4 separate regions of the Mus musculus genome follow, and regions 1, 2 and 4 are each linked to region 3. The links are chromatin contacts, called in public Hi-C, HiChIP or PLAC-seq and promoter capture Hi-C maps. All regions are on one chromosome and are shown on one strand. The core of a region is the stretch at or near the end of the contact, and the rest is flanking DNA. Distances in the headings are between cores, read along the strand shown. Region 1 has its middle 14 kb from the start of Ankrd60. Region 2 holds the start of Edn3 (endothelin 3). Region 3 holds the start of Stx16 (syntaxin 16). Region 4 overlaps Zfp831 (zinc finger protein 831).

What was found. Promoter capture Hi-C pulls out the DNA fragments that hold promoters and counts their contacts. Hi-C and Micro-C count contacts between places; a contact is called where the count stands out from the background. HiChIP or PLAC-seq counts read pairs in DNA pulled down with a chosen protein or histone mark.
Region 1: a Hi-C map of the N1E-115 cell line shows a contact between it and region 3, with 12 times the contacts expected there. The contact joins the enhancer-like site here to the promoter of Stx16 in region 3. A contact is called at or near these places in 23 of 39 promoter capture datasets (the 3T3-L1 cell line, the C10 cell line, the HPC-7 cell line and 14 more), 9 of 484 Hi-C or Micro-C datasets (the C10 cell line, the HL-1 cell line, the N1E-115 cell line and 4 more), 19 of 115 datasets of contacts at active chromatin or transcription factors (the NIH/3T3 cell line, the SCID.adh cell line, bone marrow-derived macrophages and 12 more) and 3 of 9 other capture datasets (adipose tissue, liver and macrophages).
Region 2: a contact with region 3 is called in a promoter capture Hi-C map of stem cell-derived epiblast-like cells, with 4 times the contacts expected there. The contact joins the promoter of Edn3 here to the promoter of Stx16 in region 3. A contact is called at or near these places in 2 of 39 promoter capture datasets (embryonic stem cells and stem cell-derived epiblast-like cells) and 2 of 115 datasets of contacts at active chromatin or transcription factors (bone marrow-derived macrophages and embryonic stem cells).
Region 4: an H3K27ac HiChIP or PLAC-seq map of stem cell-derived neural progenitor cells shows a contact between it and region 3, with 6 times the contacts expected there. The contact joins the enhancer-like site here to the promoter of Stx16 in region 3. A contact is called at or near these places in 3 of 39 promoter capture datasets (the C10 cell line, the HPC-7 cell line and cranial neural crest), 6 of 484 Hi-C or Micro-C datasets (B cells, the HPC-7 cell line, cerebral cortex and 3 more), 6 of 115 datasets of contacts at active chromatin or transcription factors (the NIH/3T3 cell line, astrocytes, embryonic stem cells and 2 more) and 1 of 9 other capture datasets (embryonic stem cells).

The regions. Positions count from the first base shown.
Region 1 is chr2:173,562,435-173,566,923 of GRCm38.p6, forward strand. No RefSeq gene overlaps it. Among named protein-coding and RNA genes, the nearest start is that of Ankrd60, 14 kb to the right of the region's middle. Within about 2 kb of position 2,302, at least 26 of the 459 cell types and tissues checked have an H3K27ac peak or open chromatin away from gene starts, as enhancers often do. A contact at or near this core is called in the N1E-115 cell line and the SCID.adh cell line, where this site is marked.
Region 2 is chr2:174,757,934-174,762,351 of GRCm38.p6, forward strand. It overlaps Edn3 (endothelin 3), which reads left to right and starts at 2,686. Exons shown (of 5, transcript NM_007903.5): 1 at 2,686-3,085; 2 at 3,580-3,892. The coding sequence starts at 3,034.
Region 3 is chr2:174,074,819-174,079,964 of GRCm38.p6, forward strand. Stx16 (syntaxin 16) reads left to right here and starts at 2,233. Exons shown (of 9, transcript NM_172675.4): 1 at 2,233-2,371. The coding sequence starts at 2,240.
Region 4 is chr2:174,672,882-174,677,492 of GRCm38.p6, forward strand. The region is part of intron 3 of Zfp831 (zinc finger protein 831); the gene reads left to right. Among named protein-coding and RNA genes, the nearest start is that of Zfp831, 32 kb to the left of the region's middle. Within about 2 kb of position 1,585, at least 147 of the 459 cell types and tissues checked have an H3K27ac peak or open chromatin away from gene starts, as enhancers often do. A contact at or near this core is called in the HPC-7 cell line, cerebral cortex, stem cell-derived neural progenitor cells and 1 more, where this site is marked.

The DNA.
Region 1 (4,489 bases), core at 1,052-3,551, 510 kb before region 3:
GGTCTTTTTCCTTTCTTCTTCTTTGTGTGTGTGTGTGCAAGAATGTGTGTGGGTGTGCGTGCATTGTATGAGTATATTGTGTGACTATTTTGTGTGTATGTGAGCATATGCATTTGTGTGTGCTCATGTGCATGTGTGGGTATGTGTCTGTGTGCATTGTGTGTATATTTGTGCTTGTGTGCACTCCTATGCATGTATAAGTGTACATGCATGTGTGCACATATGTGTGTGTGCATGTGTATTCATATGTGCAAGTGTGTCCTTCTGTGTGCAAACATGTGTAAGGTGTATATGTATGCATGTGTACACACAGACACACACACACACATCTGTGGAGGGCAAATGTCCACAGCAGTGCCTCTCCTCAGGCTCCATCCTCCTTGTTACTTGAAGCAGGAGCTCTCACTAGCCTACTACAAGTAGGCTGGAATGGCTGGCCCACAGACCCCCAGGGGTCCAGTCTCCAATAGGCTGGAATGGCTGGCCAACAGACCCCGAGGGATTCAGTCTCCACCAATCTGGCTTTTTGCTTGGTTTCTGGGAATCAAACTTGATCCCCAATACAGTGTGGATGGACCCAGGGCCTCAGCCTCTTTAACATCATTCTTTATGCCTAAATCTACATGGACAAACATACACAGGGTGTCTCTTGACAGTTATAACTTGGGGATCAAGTAAATATTTCCAACCCTTAGGGCCACATCCCGGGCAGTCCCTTGGCTTGTACTTACAGTATACAAGACAAGATCAAGTCTTTTTTTAAAAACAAACAAGCAAACAAAAAACCCACCAGGGTCTCATGTAGCCCAAGATGACCTAGAGCTCACCGTGTAACTGAGGATGTCCTTGAACTTCGAATTCCAGCTGACATCCACACCCAGTTTTTGGAAGGCTGGGAATTGAACCTAGGGCCTCACAGGTATTACACAGTCAACTAAGCTACATCCCAAGACCCTCAAATGATTTTTTAAATAAAAACACGTGTGTGCGTGTGTCCCTGAACGTGTATGTGCATGCATGTATGCCTTTGTGTGTGTTTACGTACTGTCTGCATACATCTACGGAATATGCATGCAGTGACCACAGAGTCCAGAAGAGGGGGTCTGGAGCTGAAGTTACAGGTAGGTTTGAGCTGGAAAATGAATCCTGGCCTTCTATAAGGACTGCTAACACCCTTAATCACATCCCTCCAACCCTGTATGGTCTTTCAAAAGCTGCAAACTATGCCCCCCAACATACCCCGTGCTGGGCACAAGGGATACTCAAGGCCTTATCATCCAGGCCTGCGGTTTCAACATATATAAACATCTTATGCTCTGGGACTTCCACAAAGCTGGGGAGCTGGGTCTAGACTGGGATTTGGACAGGAAATGGTGAGTTATAACCTTGCAAGGATATGGAATTCTCTAAACATCCCTGTGACATTTCCCAGGCACACACACACATGCACTCTGGAGCCCCAGATGTTATTGGTATTTTTTAATTTTTTCCGTTTTAAATTTAGAACATATAGCAACCAAACAAGTCAAGGATGATGCTGTGGGAACACAGGACGTGATTTCCTGGGGCAGATGGGACACTGGGCTTTCTTGTTCCGTGGCCAGATGTGTACTCCTAGAGTGATGGAGGACAGACCCCTTTCCGGATGTCGTGAGGGCTATACACGTGTCCCCCTGGCCAATGTACATGTCCCCTGTGCCCGCTCTGCAGAAAGTTCCAGGACTCAGGCAGAAATGCCACCCTCGAGCCCCCCAAATTGAGCTCCACTCTTGAATTTTCAAGTGACGCATATAGCAGCATCCCTGACATTTCCGCAGAACACAAACCCCGGTGTTTTGCCAAATGTTAATGGGTTTCTGTGCCCTCCACTGGCTGCCTCTGTATTCAATGCGCAGTGCAGGGGCAGGGCCTGAAGACTGGAATTTTCCTCTGCCTGAGAGCCTGTTGTTCCTCTGCAGCGGCTCTGGCCTGGGGGCGCTCTATGAGTTGCTGAGAAAGCCTTCCACCACTTAATGTCCAGACCAGCAAGTTTACGGGAAATTATTAATCTCCCACTTTGGGAATTATTAGTTCTGGATGGAGACTCTTATTGTATAAGGTTTGCTGAGAATTTATGAGCCTCTCTGGAATCCGGGAGGGGATCGATTCTCAGAGAGTAAACATTTTAAGCAAATTAAGTGTTGGTGGTATAATAATACGAATAATGCCTGCCATTTTTCAAGTGTCTGCTTCGAGCCAGGCATTCCATCTCTCTGGTGGCAACAGGGGCAGGTTTTACTACCCCGAACGCGCCACATGAGGCAGCTGAGACCCCAAGAGCTGCCCCTGGTTGGTCTAATGCCACATATCTAGGGGCAGAGGGAGTCTCTAAAGCATGTGTAGCCGACCACAGAACTGCCCTCCTTCCTGCTCACCAAGGAGTTGCTGTGGTAGGCAATTCCCCTGGGCTGTTTCTTCTGCCAACAGGACTGGCTGTGCAGAAGGGCAAAACCTGCTGATGAGATGGGTAGAGGGGAGCCGAGGGTCTCAGGAGATGGCCATTGGTTCTGAGGTTGCACAGCTGATGGGGAGGACGGCTTGGGGCGGGGTGGGGGTGAGGGTCGGTTCCATCAGTAACGCTTGCTGTGCAAGCATGAGGACCTGAGTCTGAGCCCCAGAACCCACATAAAGAAACCCAGCGGGGCACCTGGAGACGCGGCTCAGTGGTTAAGTGCACTGGCTGCTTTTGTAGAGGGCCCAAGTTCAGCTTTCGGCACGTGGTGTTGAGAGTAACCCCATGCAGGGCAGAGAGAGAGAGACAGAGACAGAGAGACAGACAGAGACAGAGACACTTTTTCCCACATTCTGGAAACCCTGAGCTAGTGATCATAGAGTGGGGACAGACAGGCAATCCAGGGAGAGCAAAAGACTCAGGTGCGCGGAGACAGCTCTACTTCCTGCTGATGACACTTGAGGGGGGTGGGGGTGGCACCGAGGCTGAAGCGCCAGGAGAATAGGCCCATAGGCCCACCATCTCAGTCCTGAGTTAGCCTCACAGGCTGAGAGCTCTAGACTAGAGCTTATGTTGCTGGTCTTAAGTTTTCCATTGCACTGGCTCCTGTGACAGAGGCCAGCTACAGTGACCTCTGCAGGGCAGATGAGGGGGAGAGAGTAGAGACTCATTCCGGGGGTGGGGGAAGGGGAAAGGATACGCTGGTCACTGAGCACTGACTTTGAGAAACCCTATAGCCAAGGCAAACGGGAGCTCGGTGCAGTGCAAACCATCATTTTTGCTTTGTCATCCTGCCGGGCTGGCTTTCCAGAACTCTTCCCAGGATGCCATGGGGCTTTACCGGTGAGCTATGTCTCTGGCTGGGATGAAGAGATAAGATCATTTCTATGTCCCCTCTAAGGTCCTCAAGGGCACACCATAACACGTCCCAGGGCACTAAGGACCAAGGACTGCTCATCAGAGTTCAGTGGCCAGAAGCAGAGAGAGCTCAGAAAAGACATCAAGTGAGTTTTTTTTTTCCGTCTCTTTCCTCAACCACCTTTCCCAGAGCTTCCGCGGGGCTCCCAGGCAACATCTCAAACAGCATTTTTTTGGGGGGTGGGGGGAACGGTGTTCTCCAGTGTGTCCAGCAACCTCAGGGACCTGTTGTAGGAAGGACCTTCCTCTACCCTCTACAAGGAATCCTTGCCTCAGAGAAGTGAAGACCGGCCCGGAGACATGAGCCTGGAGGGCTGCGATAGCTCCTTCTCTATGACTCCAACTCCACACAAGTGAGGTCCCTGATGACCGGAAGGCCAGCCCAGTGAGGGCACAGACATAAGGGAACCAGTGTCCTCCCCATACACACATTGTTCCCAGGATGTAGCAGACCACCCTCCACATTCCAGATCTGCTCCAGGGCGTGGGCCATCGAGGTATTTCCACTCCTGTGGAAACAATGTCAATGACCCCTCCCCTGATGCTCCTTTGATGTCCCCTGAAGCATGAACGATAGGACGAGCATGGGGGAAGCAGCTCCAGATGTAACATTCTGTCAGCCAATGGCAGATCACGGAGATGTTGACATGTACAGCTCGTGACATGGGCTTGTTTCTATGTGATATGATAGTGTGTGTGTTACAGGGGTTGGGGGGGTGTTGCACATTATGTGTTCACAGTGCTGGGAACTGGATCCAGGGCCCTGTTCATGCTAGGAAAGCCCCCCCCCCACACACACACACCCAAGCTGTATCCTAAGGCCCAAGACAAGGCCCAAGACAAGCTTGTCTCTAATGGAGTATCCTCAGAGCCTAGGCATGTGTCCAAGTGGTCCTGTCCTGGACTGAAGAAAATGTCACCAGAGAAGGCTTGATGCTGCTAGATATCTAGCCAAGTGTCTAATTGAATTGAGGGAAGTGGAGTGCTTGTTCCCCAAATGTGTGGGTCCTCCTGCCAGGCGGTTGGCCCTTCCAATAACAAAGACTGCTTAGCAAGCTCCTGGCAAACACTGGACTTGGA
Region 2 (4,418 bases), core at 1,436-3,935, 680 kb after region 3:
ATCTTCTCTATCACAACACTGAATGGAGAACTCTCTTAAGAGCTCTAGTCAAGATCTTGAAACTGACTAATTTACCCAAAATGGTCAAAGGTCTAATCCAGACTTGAACTTGTGGCCAGAAAGTTGTGTCTTCTTTGTGTCAGCTTCCCAGATCTCAACTGCATCCTATGTTAAAATTTCAGACTCATGGGGTTACAGAGGACCCACCTGAACCAAACGGGGAGCAGGGCCTGCGAGAGACACTACTAGGTGTAGCTGTAAGGGAGCGAGATGAAGCTGGCGTGGACAGTAAACAAGGCCAACCAATATGGCCTTCAAGGTGACTGTTAGTAAGTCCGTGGCTGTTTTGTCAGTGGTATCGCTAGTGGGGTCCAAGGGGTGGAGGGAAGACCAATTGGTCCGTGTTCCCCATCACAGACCTCCAAGTTATTTACAGTACAAGAGAGTAGGGATAAAGCTTTTGATAGCCCAAGGCAGAACTTCCTAAGTCTCTCTAGATCATCCAGTTCCCAGAAATAGATGGCTAGCTTGGTGAAATTCTTTCTACTACTTTGTCAGAATATATTAAGTGTTTTGCTAATTTCCCCAGATTCTGAAGGTCGATTTCCAAAAGACGATGTGACTCTCTCTTCCCAATGCCAACTCTCTGGTGATAAGCATCACTCTGTCAGGGACACTGCAGTCAGCTGGTCCCTGGCACTTTCTTCTGGCCTCCTCACCTGGTTTTGTGGTCCATTCACTAGAGTTCACCCCTGTTTCCAGGAGTTGGTGGCAGGCAAAGCAGCTTTGTGATTTTACCACACCACCAAATCATCTGAGCCACGAATGAGTTACATCATGTTCCAATTCAGATTACTTCTCTTTGATTTAACAAAATTAATTTAGAAAGGAATGTTCTATCTCTACCACACAAGGAAAGCCAGCATTGATTGCCATAAATAAACAATGAGCACACAATTAAGAGTAGAGTACAATGTCATTAAGTCCCAGCTGGACTCCAGTCCTGCCCAGAGCCCAGCCACTGACTGCTCTCCTTGGCCACAGAGAGAGTAGTGCTGGCTAGAACATTATTGAGAACGGCCCCACTGTTCTTTTGGAACAGCAACAAGAGCAGAATAGGAAAGAAAAGGCCTCTGGAATTTCTACAATGTATCCAAGTCACTTTAAAGACCAGAGTGCATTGCGGCACAGGACTTTAATCCCAGCACTCGGGAGGCAGAGGCAGGCGGATTTCTGAGTTCGAGGCTAGCCTGGTCTACAAAGTGAGTTCCTGGACAGCCAGGGCTATACAGAGGAAACCCTGTCTCGAAAAACCAAAAAAAAAAAAAAAAAAAAAAAAAAAAGACCAGAGTTCTGCCTCCCCTGAGGGCCACCTGCCTCCTCTCTGCCCTCTGTACAGTGTCTTTTACTCTTAACCCTGATTCTCCACCTTTAACCTTCCTTATCTCAGCTGGAGTGAAGACCCAGGGCACACGTCCATCCAGGCAGTGTTTGCTTTGGCCACACCCACAGAGACCAGTGAAGACAACTGGGCTGTCAGTGCCCTCGACGATGGCAGATGGGTATTTTAATGGCAAGGAAAGAGAGAATAATAGATACTTCTCTTGACCTGGTGAAATCCAAGATGATTGTTAGGAGGTGGCACCTTGGAGGTGTCAGGTGGTAATAGCTAACCGGAGCACCGTGGCCTTCTACCACAATCCACCATTAAAGAAGAGCCATCCATGAGCCATGATAGACACCGGACATACTTGGACGTCCAAGACCTCAGAACTGGGAGCAGTATCTTTCTGTGTATGAGCCTTCAGTCTAAAGTGTCTTGCGACACACAGCAGTTCAAACCAACTGGCCTTTAGCTGGACTCCTTGGAGGCAGGGGCATTAGTCTCTTTCTACTTACCATCTGCTTTCTCATTTGCTGTGAGGCCTCAGTTTCCCTTCACATAGGATTCCCCATGGGACCACTTTGCCTGACTGGTTGGGGCTTCTTCTAATGACAAGTGTACCCCTTTCATGGCTTGCCTCATGAGAGCCACCTGGGCCACCTCTTTGGATTCTACTTTTTAGAATGCCAATCATTAGAAATATTGGCAGGGGGAGGAATGGCTTTGAAACCCACATTTTATGACAATAGTCAAAGGTTTGTAGACTCATTAAACTACCGCAGTGCCCTGAAAAGCAACACTTGTATGACTTTTGGAGAGAGGCCCCTCACTAAAGGGGCCAGTGAGGAAATAGGGCTCCCCCGAAACCGCTAACTCACGTTGAGTGGAATCTTTGTGACTTTGCTCTGGTCCTACAGCCCCACCTGTCACTTAGATCTTCCAGAGTCAGGGAGCTGGCTCGGGCACCCATGAATCAGAAGAGTAAAGTACACCCAGGGCCGTGGCACAAGGGCCCTCGGCAAGGGTAAGACCATTGGTGAATAGAACTTTTCCTTTAGACTGACTTCAAAGGAACAAGAAGCCAGCAGCCCTTCTGTGCAGCCCTTTCATGGTCTTGGTGCTCTTGGGGTGGGGGTGAGGTTGCTTTGGGCTGGGCAGGGGGTTTCAAGTGTGAGTCTATGTGTAAGTGAGCAGTGTGAGCACCGGCAGAGTGTGGCCTTCAAGCAGCTGTTCGGGCCTTCACCCTACCCCATCCACCCACGGGGAGCGCGGCGTCCCCGCCTCTCTCTACCCCTGGGTAAGCCTGGGGCGAATGCGCCTCTGGTCAGCTCCCCCCCTGCGCTTGCAAAGCGACCCCCGTGAGCCCCGGGTTCAAAGGCCCAGCGCGGCAGTTCCAGCCCCTCGGAGGGGCGGGGAGGCGAAGGGGGTGGTGCGGGAGCCAGAAAAGCCTGAGCCACAGCCGGCCAGCCCTGCGCAGGGATGGGCAGCGCGCTCTGAAAGTTCGTGACCGCCTCAGCCAAGTAACTCTGAGCCGGGACGCGCAGCTCAGGCAGCGACAGGACTCGAAAGCTGTAGCCAGTCTCACTACCCTTTTGCGGTCACAAGCGGCCACCCTCCAGGCCCGGTGCTCCCGCGCCTGATCGGGGTTCATGGAGCCGGGGCTGTGGCTCCTTCTCGGGCTCACAGTGACCTCCGCTGCAGGTAAGCGGGAGGGGCGGGGCGGCGCTCCTCTCCACGCGGGAGTGCACACAAAAGGAAGCCAGGCGCGGGTCTGTGTTGCGGGGAAGCTGATAAGTCTGGCTTTACACCCTGAAGTCTCCCAGGGGCGGGTAGAAGGGCCTGAAGACATAGCGATAACTTCCACTGGGTCTGGGGGTTTTCAGTTTGGGAGACTTTCTTTGGGCACTTTTCAGAGACTATACAAAAATTTTTTTGAGTTTTACCCAGTGAAGAACAAATAGCTTTCAGATTTCACAGGGACTGCAATAACTCTCAAGTTTTTACTGAATGTGCACGGAGCTTTGTAAACTTTTTAAGGCATTTGGCTTAGTTTGGAGACTTGGGGAAAATGCAACCAGCCTCCTCCAGACATTGCAGAAGTTTGGTTGAGTCTCATTCTGGTTTGGGGGGCGGGGTAGTGGGTGCCAAGAACTCTGTGTCAGCAGCTTAGGAGCCCTTCAATCCTCCTCCTGCAGGACTTGTGCCTTGCCCCCAGTCTGGGGACTCTGGCAGAGCCAGTGTGTCCCAGGGTCCCCCTGAAGCTGGATCAGAGAGGGGCTGTGAAGAGACTGTGGCTGGCCCTGGTGAGAGGATTGTGTCCCCAACAGTTGCACTGCCTGCACAGCCTGAAAGCGCTGGGCAGGAACGGGCACCAGGCAGGTCTGGGAAACAAGAGGACAAGGGGCTGCCTGCACACCACCGCCCTCGCCGCTGCACGTGCTTCACTTACAAGGACAAGGAGTGTGTCTACTATTGCCACCTGGACATCATCTGGATTAACACTCCTGAGTGAGTTGGCCTAGGGGTTTGGGGGAGGAGTGTGGCTCTGTGCCAGGCCTAAGGCTTCAGGGGTTTTTGCTCAGACCTCAGCCCACCTCATTCAGATCCCTGAATCTACCACAGTGCAGCATTCAGCTCCTGCAGTGGCTCCAGGCAGCATGACTCCTATCACAGGCCAGGGGCAACCCACCTCCCCTCTGAGAACCTAGTTACAAAGAAACTCAGTGCTGGATTTGAGATGTGGTGGGGTGGGACTTTAGATGCTCACAGAGTTCTATGCTCCTACCCCAGAGGCTCGTTGGGCTGAGCCTTCCTCCTAACTCTTTGGAATCCCTTAAGAGCAGCTTTGGGGTGGGGGCAAAGTAGGAAGGTAGGCTTGGCAGACCCAAATGATATACATCCCTTGAAATGGCTTCTTCCGTTTCTGCCCATCTTGGATGCCAAGCCAGAGTGACACATGTGGCTCACATGGCTGCCATTCCCCAGGGCTAACCCCAATGTCCACAGCCATGGCCACAGAGGGCCTCTCTGTTCA
Region 3 (5,146 bases), core at 983-3,482:
GAGGAGGAGGAGGAGGAGTGGGCTTTGCCACGTGACTGGGGTCAGCTCTCACCAGCAGGGTGGGCTGCCGGAACTCTTCCCTCACTGCACAAATATCCCCTGGGGTCTGCACACAGGGTTCCTCTTATTTCCCTCCACGAAATTAACCCGGGGCCTGTGGTTTTGGAGCAGCAGAGTGCTTGGTTCTATGGCCCCAGCGGGGTCTGGGCTGTTTGTCACCTTCCGAGCAGCCCCCGCTGATCGTCAACCGCTGCGGGGGGAGTGGGCGCCCCTGTCTTTAAGGAGCTCGGCATCGGAATCATCTCTTCTCTATCAGCTCGCACCGCTGCTCTCCGGGCCTCGATTCCTCCATGCATTCATTGTGTTATGTGTCTCAAAGATACTTTTCATACGGATACTGTTGCACACAAGCACAGGAGCACCCGCTCTTAAAAGCAAAAGCACCCGGGGCTCAAGAGCCTGACCCTACGCGCGGCTCCCACGCCTGCCTCCTGGCACCCGGGAGAGGCAGGGGACCCTCAAGTCAGGCCAAACTGTTCCCAATCTGATCCCAAAGCTGAGAGCAAGATTGAGGGCAAGACACCCCATAAAGTCGCTCTGCAGATATTGGTCTGTCATCCAGGCTTGCCGGTGACCCCAGCCTCCGGAGCTGCTGTTCACTGAGTGCGGCAGCTGCAGCCCTGGGGGGCCCTGGGAGACGCCCCCACCCCCCAAGCCAGGGTAGCAACGAGTGGGATGCATGGTTCCAGAGACTGGGAGGCGACCAGAAACCCCAGCTCGAGGAAACGTGGGCATAACCTCAACACAAAGTACTTTTTGGGGGAGTGGGGCTGAGGGGTTGTCTCTAAGTTTAGGAACCTTTCCCACTTGGGCACAACATTGTAGTGCCCAAGTGTAGATGCCTGACCACTCTTTATTGCCCACAGTAAGGCCAGCAAGGCCTAGCGCCCAAGCTTTTTTTATTATTATTTTTTTCTTTTTTCCCTGGCCTGGTTGTTTTTCGGATACTTTTTTTTTTCTCACAGTTTAAAGAAAAAAAATAAAAAAATAAAAAGGTAAGGCCATCTCAGCAGCGCCAGGCGCCTGCAGTGGAGCGTGCCTGGCCTGCAGAGGCAGACTTCTTCCACTTTTCCTCCGCCCCCGCGCAGGACTAGGCTCTGCAAGAGCCACGTTTCCACATTTCTGCCTGCCTGACAATCCTACTAGAAGTTTACAATTGCCTGGACCCCAGTGGTGGTCTTCGGCTCCAGGGCCAAGGTTTTGAAGCCGTTTTTTGGGGCCAGGACGCCTGCCCCAGAGTCTGTACACTCTTAGGAAAAGGGGAAGAAGGCGCCCCGGGAACTGTCCCAGAGAGGGCGGAGCACTCCCATCCCGGGGCAGGGCAATAAGGGAGCTCCCGCTCCCGGAACGTTGCAAGCAATCTCATGAATGTCGCAGGGGGGCACCCGCGAGGAACGGACAGGAAGAGGGCCGGGGGAATGCTAGAGCCCGGGACCACTGCACGGAAGCGGCCTTGGGCAGGGTTGCAGCCTGATCCCGGGATGGAGGGTGCCGGTGAAGAGGAGTGAGGAGGCTGGGGGAGGCAGGCCGTGAGGTCCTCGTGGAGGCCCGCAGCCTCCTGGCAGTGGAGAAGCAGGCCGCACAGGAAAGAGAGGGGTCAGGTCGGGCTGAGCCTCAGTAGGCTCAGGCGACTATATGGGAGCTGTAGACGCTCCTTTGTCGTTGTGGGCTCGGCCTGTTTGGAGCAGGCCTTTTGTGAGGAGAGTTAACCCAAACTCGGAGTTAGAGCCACATGCCGGGCACGCAGGCGCTCTGAGTTAGGGTTAGGGCGCCAGCACCTTTGGGGAGGTCTTAGGAAGTGAGTGGGTAGGGGTCTCTCCCATCCCCGAGCCGGATTGGCGCGTCAGGCGCTTGTGGATCCGAGCTGGGATTGGGGAGGGGTCTCCAGGACGTTTGATTTCGACGCTAGGATTGGGGGGATTCGAGTGCTTTGAGATCCGAGCCAGCCTTGGGGTAGGGGGAGTCAGGCAGTTGGAAAAGGCGAGGTGGTTATTTGGGGAGGGGTCTCCGCGCTTAGGCGGATTGCAAAATCGCGCCGTGAAAAGCCTAAGGCTTTGTCAAGAGAGATTTCTGTGCAAGAGTGGAATCAGCTAGGCCAGACCAAGAGAGAAAGTGAACAAATCAGGACTACAAGGGGGGGTGGGAGACCCTGAGAGGGGGGGTCACAAAGGGGGAGACAATGGCCACCAGGCGTTTAACCGACGCTTTCTTGTTGTTGCGGAATAATTCCATCCAAACCCGGCAGCTGTTAGCCGAGCAAGTGAGTAGTCACACCACCTCCAGCCCTCTGCATTCACGTAGCATTGCTGCGGTGAGTCTTCCTGGCGGCCTCTCCAGACACACACACCGTGTGCACTGCGGCTCTGCCTGTCTGTCTGTCTCTTGTCTGTCTCTCTGTCTAAAAAGAAAAAAAAAAAAGAAAAAAAGAACAACAACAATAACAAGGCGACGACGACTAGGAGTGTGATACAGAAGGAAGTGGAGCACGGCCATGGCTTATGGGGCACTTGCAACCCCCAATGGGGACCACAGTATCAACCCCTGCCCTGCCTTCTCACTTCCTGGGCCTCCTGGTCCTCCTCCCCCACCATCCGTCGGGCAGCCTCGATTTACATATGTTTTAACACGAGGACTTGGAACCTAGGCCTTTCTCCAACCTTCTTTTTGTTTTGTTCTGTTCTGTTTGGCACTCCCCCCCCCCCCCCCTGCAATGGCCTCACTTTGGTTCTGTGGGCCAGGTGGGTGGTTAGCTGACTCAAATCCTTGCAGACCCCCCCCCCCCAGGAAGGAGTGTGTGTGTGTGTGTGTGTGTGTGTGTGTGTGTGTGTGGTCTGCTCAGCTCAGCTCATTTTCTTTCCCACTATTTTTCTTCCAATGGCCCTAGTTCTCGGTGTGGCCATGTACACTAGGAGTAATTGCTTTGCTGCCCCCCCCCCCCGCCCTCCCCCCTCCGAGGACTCATGTTGGTGAGATTGCAAGGTGCTAGGCGCTTCATTTTCCATTTCCCACACAGGAAATTAAGCTTCTCCATTCGAACTTTTTTTTAAAAAAACAAAACAAAACAAAAAAAGGAACCAACATGATGCGGATGTGAAAATTAATCCCCCAAAATAGCACATGGCTTTTGATTTTATTGACCAGAACTTCACTTCGCCTAGCAGTGTAGGGTTTTGTTATTGTTGTTGTTCTTTTTCAAAGCAATGTTCCAGTATGATTGCTGTATTTGGTTTGTTTTTGATGGAGGCTTTGGCTTCCAGAGCCTCAGTTTCCTGCTCTCTCAGATAGGGGGCGGGTCTGAATGGTGCAGCCAGATGAATATTGTTAGCTTTGTAATAATACCTTTAATTGAAAAGGGAAGGTTTGAATGGAAGCAGCCTTGAAACATGGGGGAATGCACGGTCACCCCACGACCTTAGGGGCTGCATTTGAAACATAGTTCGTGAAACGCTGCAGCTTTCCCGCCTTTTAAACAGTTGCCTTTTAATTTTTTCCTTTTATCATTTATGGAAGTGCTAATGAAAAACTAAGCTGTGTATCGTGATTGTCACTGTCTTGCCAGGACAGTTGTCCCTGTTTAGGTCACGGTGGAAAATATGTTTGACCATATTATTCACAGAAAAGGGATTTTTTATTCTGTGCAAGCAGTTTTAAGGATAAAAGGATGCAGGATGTTAACTTCGGTCCCAAGGCATAGAAAACTAGCTCGGAGTGTGTTGGGGCTTTTGTTTACATTTACATTTGAAGGATGTTTTACATTTTTAGACTGAAAGAAATAATATTACATAGAAATAAGTAGGAAACAAATCTTAGCATGGAAATGTGTTCATTCTAATGTGGTTTTTGAAAAGAGTCTCCAGAAATAAACCGGAGAAATAGTGAATGAATATAATCTGTGGGCCTTCAGTTATGTTAAATAAAGGTCTCCTGTTCTTTATGACTTAATTTTATGCTACCTCATGGGGGAAAACAAACAAAACAAAACAGAGCCAAACCCACGCTAAAGCTTCCAGGGTCTCTGTTTAAATTGATGAAAAAGATACTGTTTGGTTTTTAAATTTTAATTCTGTAAAGTTCTAAGTAGCTTTAATCTTTAGATTACCTGAGAGAAAAAATTTGACCCTTAATTCAGAGAGTTTAAAACACAGTATCTTGGACCGGCACCTTTTCAAAAACACGTTGCTGTGTCCAATTACTTTTTAAATATTTTTCTAAATTAGACAATTTGAACATATCTGTTTGTGTATCTATCTATCTATATATGGAATAAAATAATTTAAAATGTTTAAAATAATATGTGGTTTGGAAAAGCAGGCAATGTTAAGAAATATACAGCTATATTTAACAAATTCAGACAGTTTTTTTGAAAGTGATTTATAAGTACAGCTAAAATTCATGTTGAAGTCAAGAACATTAAAAATATTTTCATATGTCACACTACTGAAAATACTGGATGCTTTTATTAGCCGGTGCTTCTGGAATTTTTCTTAGATAACTAAAAAGGACTCAAGTCCGTGGAAATACCTGTGTGTTCAGTTTAGATTGCCTCCCCCCACCAAAAAAAAAAAACAAAAAAACAAAAAACAAAACAAAAAAACCCCAGCTTTTTTTCAGTCCAACAAAAATAGTCTACCTAAATTACAATTTAAAAAACAAAAGTGCATTTTCATATTTCTGCATTTTTCTCTGTGTTTCCGACTGTTAATTTTCAATTTCTTCATAAGGTTTTTCCACAAACTATTTCTGCACACAAAATAATCAAGAATATCAAGATATTAACAGGATAGAGATTACAGTTTTTAATAATTCTTTTGGAAGTCAAAAAAGCATTATAAATATTTTGTAAAAAGAAAAGATATGCTTAAGACAATTTTTGAAAACTACAACATCATGCATACAGTGCTTCTAGCTCAGAACAAATTTGAGAACCACATTTTTGTCTTGCAGATTTCAAAATCATGTAGTAAATCAAAAGTTTATTGATCAGCTTTGAATATGGACAAGATATTAGAAATTGTAATTAGATTTGTTAATTGTACTAGATATCTTGAAATGCTTAATACTAAAGGAGCGCTCACTTTATATATTC
Region 4 (4,611 bases), core at 335-2,834, 600 kb after region 3:
TTAAGGTCCCCAACCTCCAGACAAGGTTCCCCTCTCCTGTTGGCCTTCACCTCAACCTTGGATGCTGGCAGGGAGCTCAGAGAATCAGCTCCAACAACAAGCAGCTTCCTGCTTCCGCATTTGAGGGTTTCCGCCAAATGTTTTTCCTCACCTGAGTTTCGATATGGCCTTTGGGGTCAGAGGTGGCTGCCAAGGTTACCCACCTCCCCATCCTCACTGGCAGGGAGTCGTGCCCAAGTTCATAGTGGATGAAAAGATAGGTTCCTAGATAGCCCCCTCTCTGCTAAAACTCTTAAAATGTTGTTTGTTTGTTTGTTTTTAACTTTCAGTTTTGTTTTGTTTTTTGTTTTTTTTGTCCCAGCCCAAAGGCATTAGCTTTTGATGGCTACGAGGCACCTGACATGCTGGAGACGGACAAAGCCACCTCTGAGCACGAACATTTGAAATTATTAAGTGTTCATTAAAGCACCCCCGGGCGCACAGTGCTCTTAGGGATGTTAGCGTCTCAATTTTCTATAATTTCCTTATTTTTCTCTTCTAGCTAAAGGCAGATGAAAAACGAACTCGGTGCATTTGAGTCTCTGAATCATAGTTAATGTGCGACGCCCCCTCCCTTAACTGCGCTGTTTCCCTCTGCCTCCTCCAGTCTCCTTCCCTATCAATTGGATAAACTTCTTAATCCGTTTAACCCCTACTCTGACTGCCACTCGGGAAATGCATGCAAAGACCCCCGACCAGCTCTCTCTACACCCTGACTCGCTTTGGGCAGGGGTCTGCGGGCTGGGAGCTGTAGAAAAATCGAGAAGACTGCAGCACTGCATCCCCGGCGCCGGCAGGAACTCGGGGGCAGCTGTCTGGCAGGTGGCTGCAGGCTGGGGTGCAGAGCAGACCCTACGCAGCCACCCACGACCCCCAGCCCCATCGCTAGGCTTCCGGGGGGACTAGGGAGCTGCGGCTGTGCATGGACTGTTCTGGAAAAACACCAAGCTCCAATCCCCCTCCCATCCGCCCTCCTGTGACTCTGGTCTTACATGAGCAGAGAGGGAACAACAGCTAAAAGCTGTTTTTCTCTTTCCCTTTCTTTTTATTTTTTTGACAACAACCTCACATAACCTCAAAAAGTTACCCATGAATTTACCAAAAACTTTTTATGAAACTACTTTAACCTCTGGTGGGGGTTAAAAACAAGCTCTGTGGATTTATTATCCGGGGGAAAAAAAAAAAAGCGAAGCATGACTCTGTATTTGCTGGAAAATCGTCTACCAAGCTTCAACGGCGCCCCCTACAGCTGCCTGCGAGGAATAGCCAGCGCCGACTGCAGCAGGAGCTGCAGGCTGCCCAGGACCTGGCAGGACCTGATCCCCGGCGGGTGATTGGACCCCCTCCACTGCACCCCGGGTCTGCTCCGAACCCGGACACCTTGCTGGGTCTTAGTTTATATTTTTTGAAGTTCAAATGGCTAAACCAGGAGCAGGCTAATCGCCAGCAGGGTTTGTACTGCCAGCCTCGGCTGGACCCCTGCAGAGCAGGCGAAGCTTACAGTCTGAGCACGCAGGCGACCCTTGCTTGTTTGTTCCTTTTTGCTGCTTTCACGTAAATGCCACCCAGATGTACTGAAGGAAGAATGATGACCCCCAGAGGAATAAGGACAGGAGTATAGGCAGGGGCCTCGTAGGAGGCTGAGACCCAGAGAAGCTGAGCATTGCAGAGAGCAGGGTGAGAGATGGGAAAAGAGAAGACCGGGGGATGGGGTGAGGGTCCCTGTGAGAAGGAACGTGGATATGGTCAGCAACCACCCTCCCAACTTCAAAACACCCCAGCTCTCCCTCAGAACCGTGTTTTTAGGAAGCACATGGAAGGAAAGAAAGAAAGAAAAAGAAAAAGAAAAAAAAAGCCGTTCAGAAAAACAAATGTAAATCAGAGACAGAGGAGCGGGCGCTGCAGCCTGCCCAGAAGAGGCAGTAGCATGCGGCACTCAGATTCTCTGGTCCCTCACACCTGAGTCCTGCTGCTAAGGACTGAGCTTTGCTTCAGAACTGAGAGAGAAAGAAAGAGGGAGGGAGGGAGGGAGGGAGGGAGGAAGGAAGGAAGGAAGGAAGGAAGGAAGGAAGGAAGGAAGGAAGGAAGGAAGGAAGGACAAAACCCAACAAAACAAAACAAAACAAAACAAAACAAAACAAAACAAAACAAATGCAAAAACCAAACTATCATCCGGGTAATCTTAGCTCCTATACAGGGAGAAAGCCAGCTCTGGTCTCTATGAGAAAAATCTAGAATTTGACAGTAAATAGATCTTCCAGTGTTTACATGATGGTAATTCAAACTCTCTCTCTCTCTCTCTCTCTCTCTCTCTCTCTCTCTGTCTCTGTCTCTGTCTCTCTCTCTCTGTCTCTCTCTCTCTCTGTCTCTCTCTCTGTCTCTCTCTCTCTCTCACACACACACACACACACACTACTGTCAGAGATCTTTATTAAGGGGGGGGGGGCTCACTGCCGTTTCTCTTTGTCATCTAACACCCACACATTCAGCATCTGGCTTAGGAGAGCCAAATGCCAAACGCAGTTTGTCTGTATCCTCTTTTGGGACTCACCGGTTGGATTTGAGGGGAAAATTCCTTTTCTTTCTCCCTTCTGGTCCTGGAGACTATAGGAAGACAGCTGCTTCTCCACACCCCCAACTCCCTAGAAGTCCCGTGGGGAATGTGGTGGCACTTGGGGGAGGTGGGCTTTCTATTCTTATCCCAGAAAGGTCTGTACCCGTCCCCTCCTGATAGGTATGTGTCCTTTCTTCCCAGCTTCTCACTGAACCGGGTCCATTTCGAGTTTGTCACTTGCATCCAAAGTTACATTTGTGATTTGGGGGCATCTTTCCCAAGATGGAATTTCTGGGTATCCCGTATCTCCCAAACCCCCTTGCCCTGACCCAGCCTAGGCTTCTTCCTGCCCTTCTGACGGTAGAGCCTGGTGTTCTGATGCCTCTAGTGGTGGACTCCAGTATAGCACCCTGTTGCTTTAGCAGAACACACGGGCATTCCTACTTTGTCCACTAGCTATTTCCTGGGGAGCTGTTGTGGCTTCTAATCGTACCTTTCCTGTTTTCTCTCTCCACGAAAGATCTGGCTACATAGCCCAGGCTGCCTCAAACGTACGGAACTCCTCCTGCATCATAGTTGCCACCCACCAGGCTTTACCCATTGTTTCTGAAAGGGCAATCTAAAATCCCGTTGTGTCTTCCTTGTATCCTAAAACGTTGAACGTTGCAGTGGAGACCATAGAGAACCAAAGACATGTCTGCATCTACCTCTGCTAAAGTGGGTTAAATAGACTATGCTTTTGACTCTCACAAGCTCACACGTTCATGGCTCAAGTGAGAAAGGTGGTATATGTTTTCATCTGGAAGCGATTGTTCTCCTTTTACAGTTGCTTCTGGGTTCTGCTGGGTTTCCATGCGTGGTTTCTACCCTCTGCTTTCACTCTGTCATGCTAGCACACGACGCTGCTGTTCCTAAGTGGCAGAGGAGGCTCTTCATTTTCTGCTATTAATTTTTATCTGTTGTGTTCTGTTGTACTTAATTTTAATTAATTGAAGTGACTCATTATAAATACAATGCATAATTTAAAAAAAAAACTAAAAGAGAGAGGGAGAGAGAGAGAGAGAGAGAGAGAGAGAGAGAGAGAGAGAGAGAGAAATCCTCTTAGTCCATTCTAAGTAACTGCATTTTGAAGCTCAGAATGAGCCCTGTCTGACATGTTCTGGAAACTTCTCTGAAGGGCAAGTTTGGCTTTCTCTTTTGTTTGGTTTTGTGTTGACTTTTCCTGTCAATCGATGCCTTTTCCGCAGCTGGGTTAGCAAGACTGGAGTTGGTTTCAACAGCTTGAGCTCCCAGAAGCTCTCGCACACACGCACATCCTTCTTCCTTGCTCCTCATCCCACCTCTCCATTTGAGGATCTGCCTTGCAGTCGTCTGAGGAGTTCGATAAGGAGGGAATTGATGGCCGCGAGCACAGCAGAATGGGAAGCCAGAGGAATTGATGCAAGCTGCAGACGGCTATTTCTAGAAAAGACTAGCTCATTCCATCAATCTGATTTGTTTCTCAAATGTAGATCCATTAGAGGCTTCCTGGGGGAACCAAGCCTTGTATTTAAGTCTACCATGAGGTAATGTTAGGTAAATCTTTCATCCCAGCGTCGAAGTGAGCAGGAGGGTACTAGGGGTCAACTGACATTCAAGAATATATGCCTCCCTTCACTCTGGGGTCTAAGGAAGCTTCAGTGTCCCTGTGGGTTAGGAGAATGGCTGAATATCCATCACTGCTCTTGGTACCAAACGACTAAAATCCAACTCAAAAAGACTTAGGCACAAAAGCAAATCAGTCAGACTGGGGACTTAAGCAATGCCCCTATATGTTATTCCTAGACTACTAGGGCTGTCTCTGATGGCTTTCGGTAGTTTCTAGTGGCCTCATGTAGGTCCTCCCAACTTAGTAATTGCATTAAGGAAAACATTGACCCAAGCCTCTGCATGCCTAATTTAGGGAGATCTGACTGTGTGCAGTACCAGGTGGAAGGTGGTAGTGGGCCACCCTGTGCTGAGGAAGGGTGTCTGTCTGG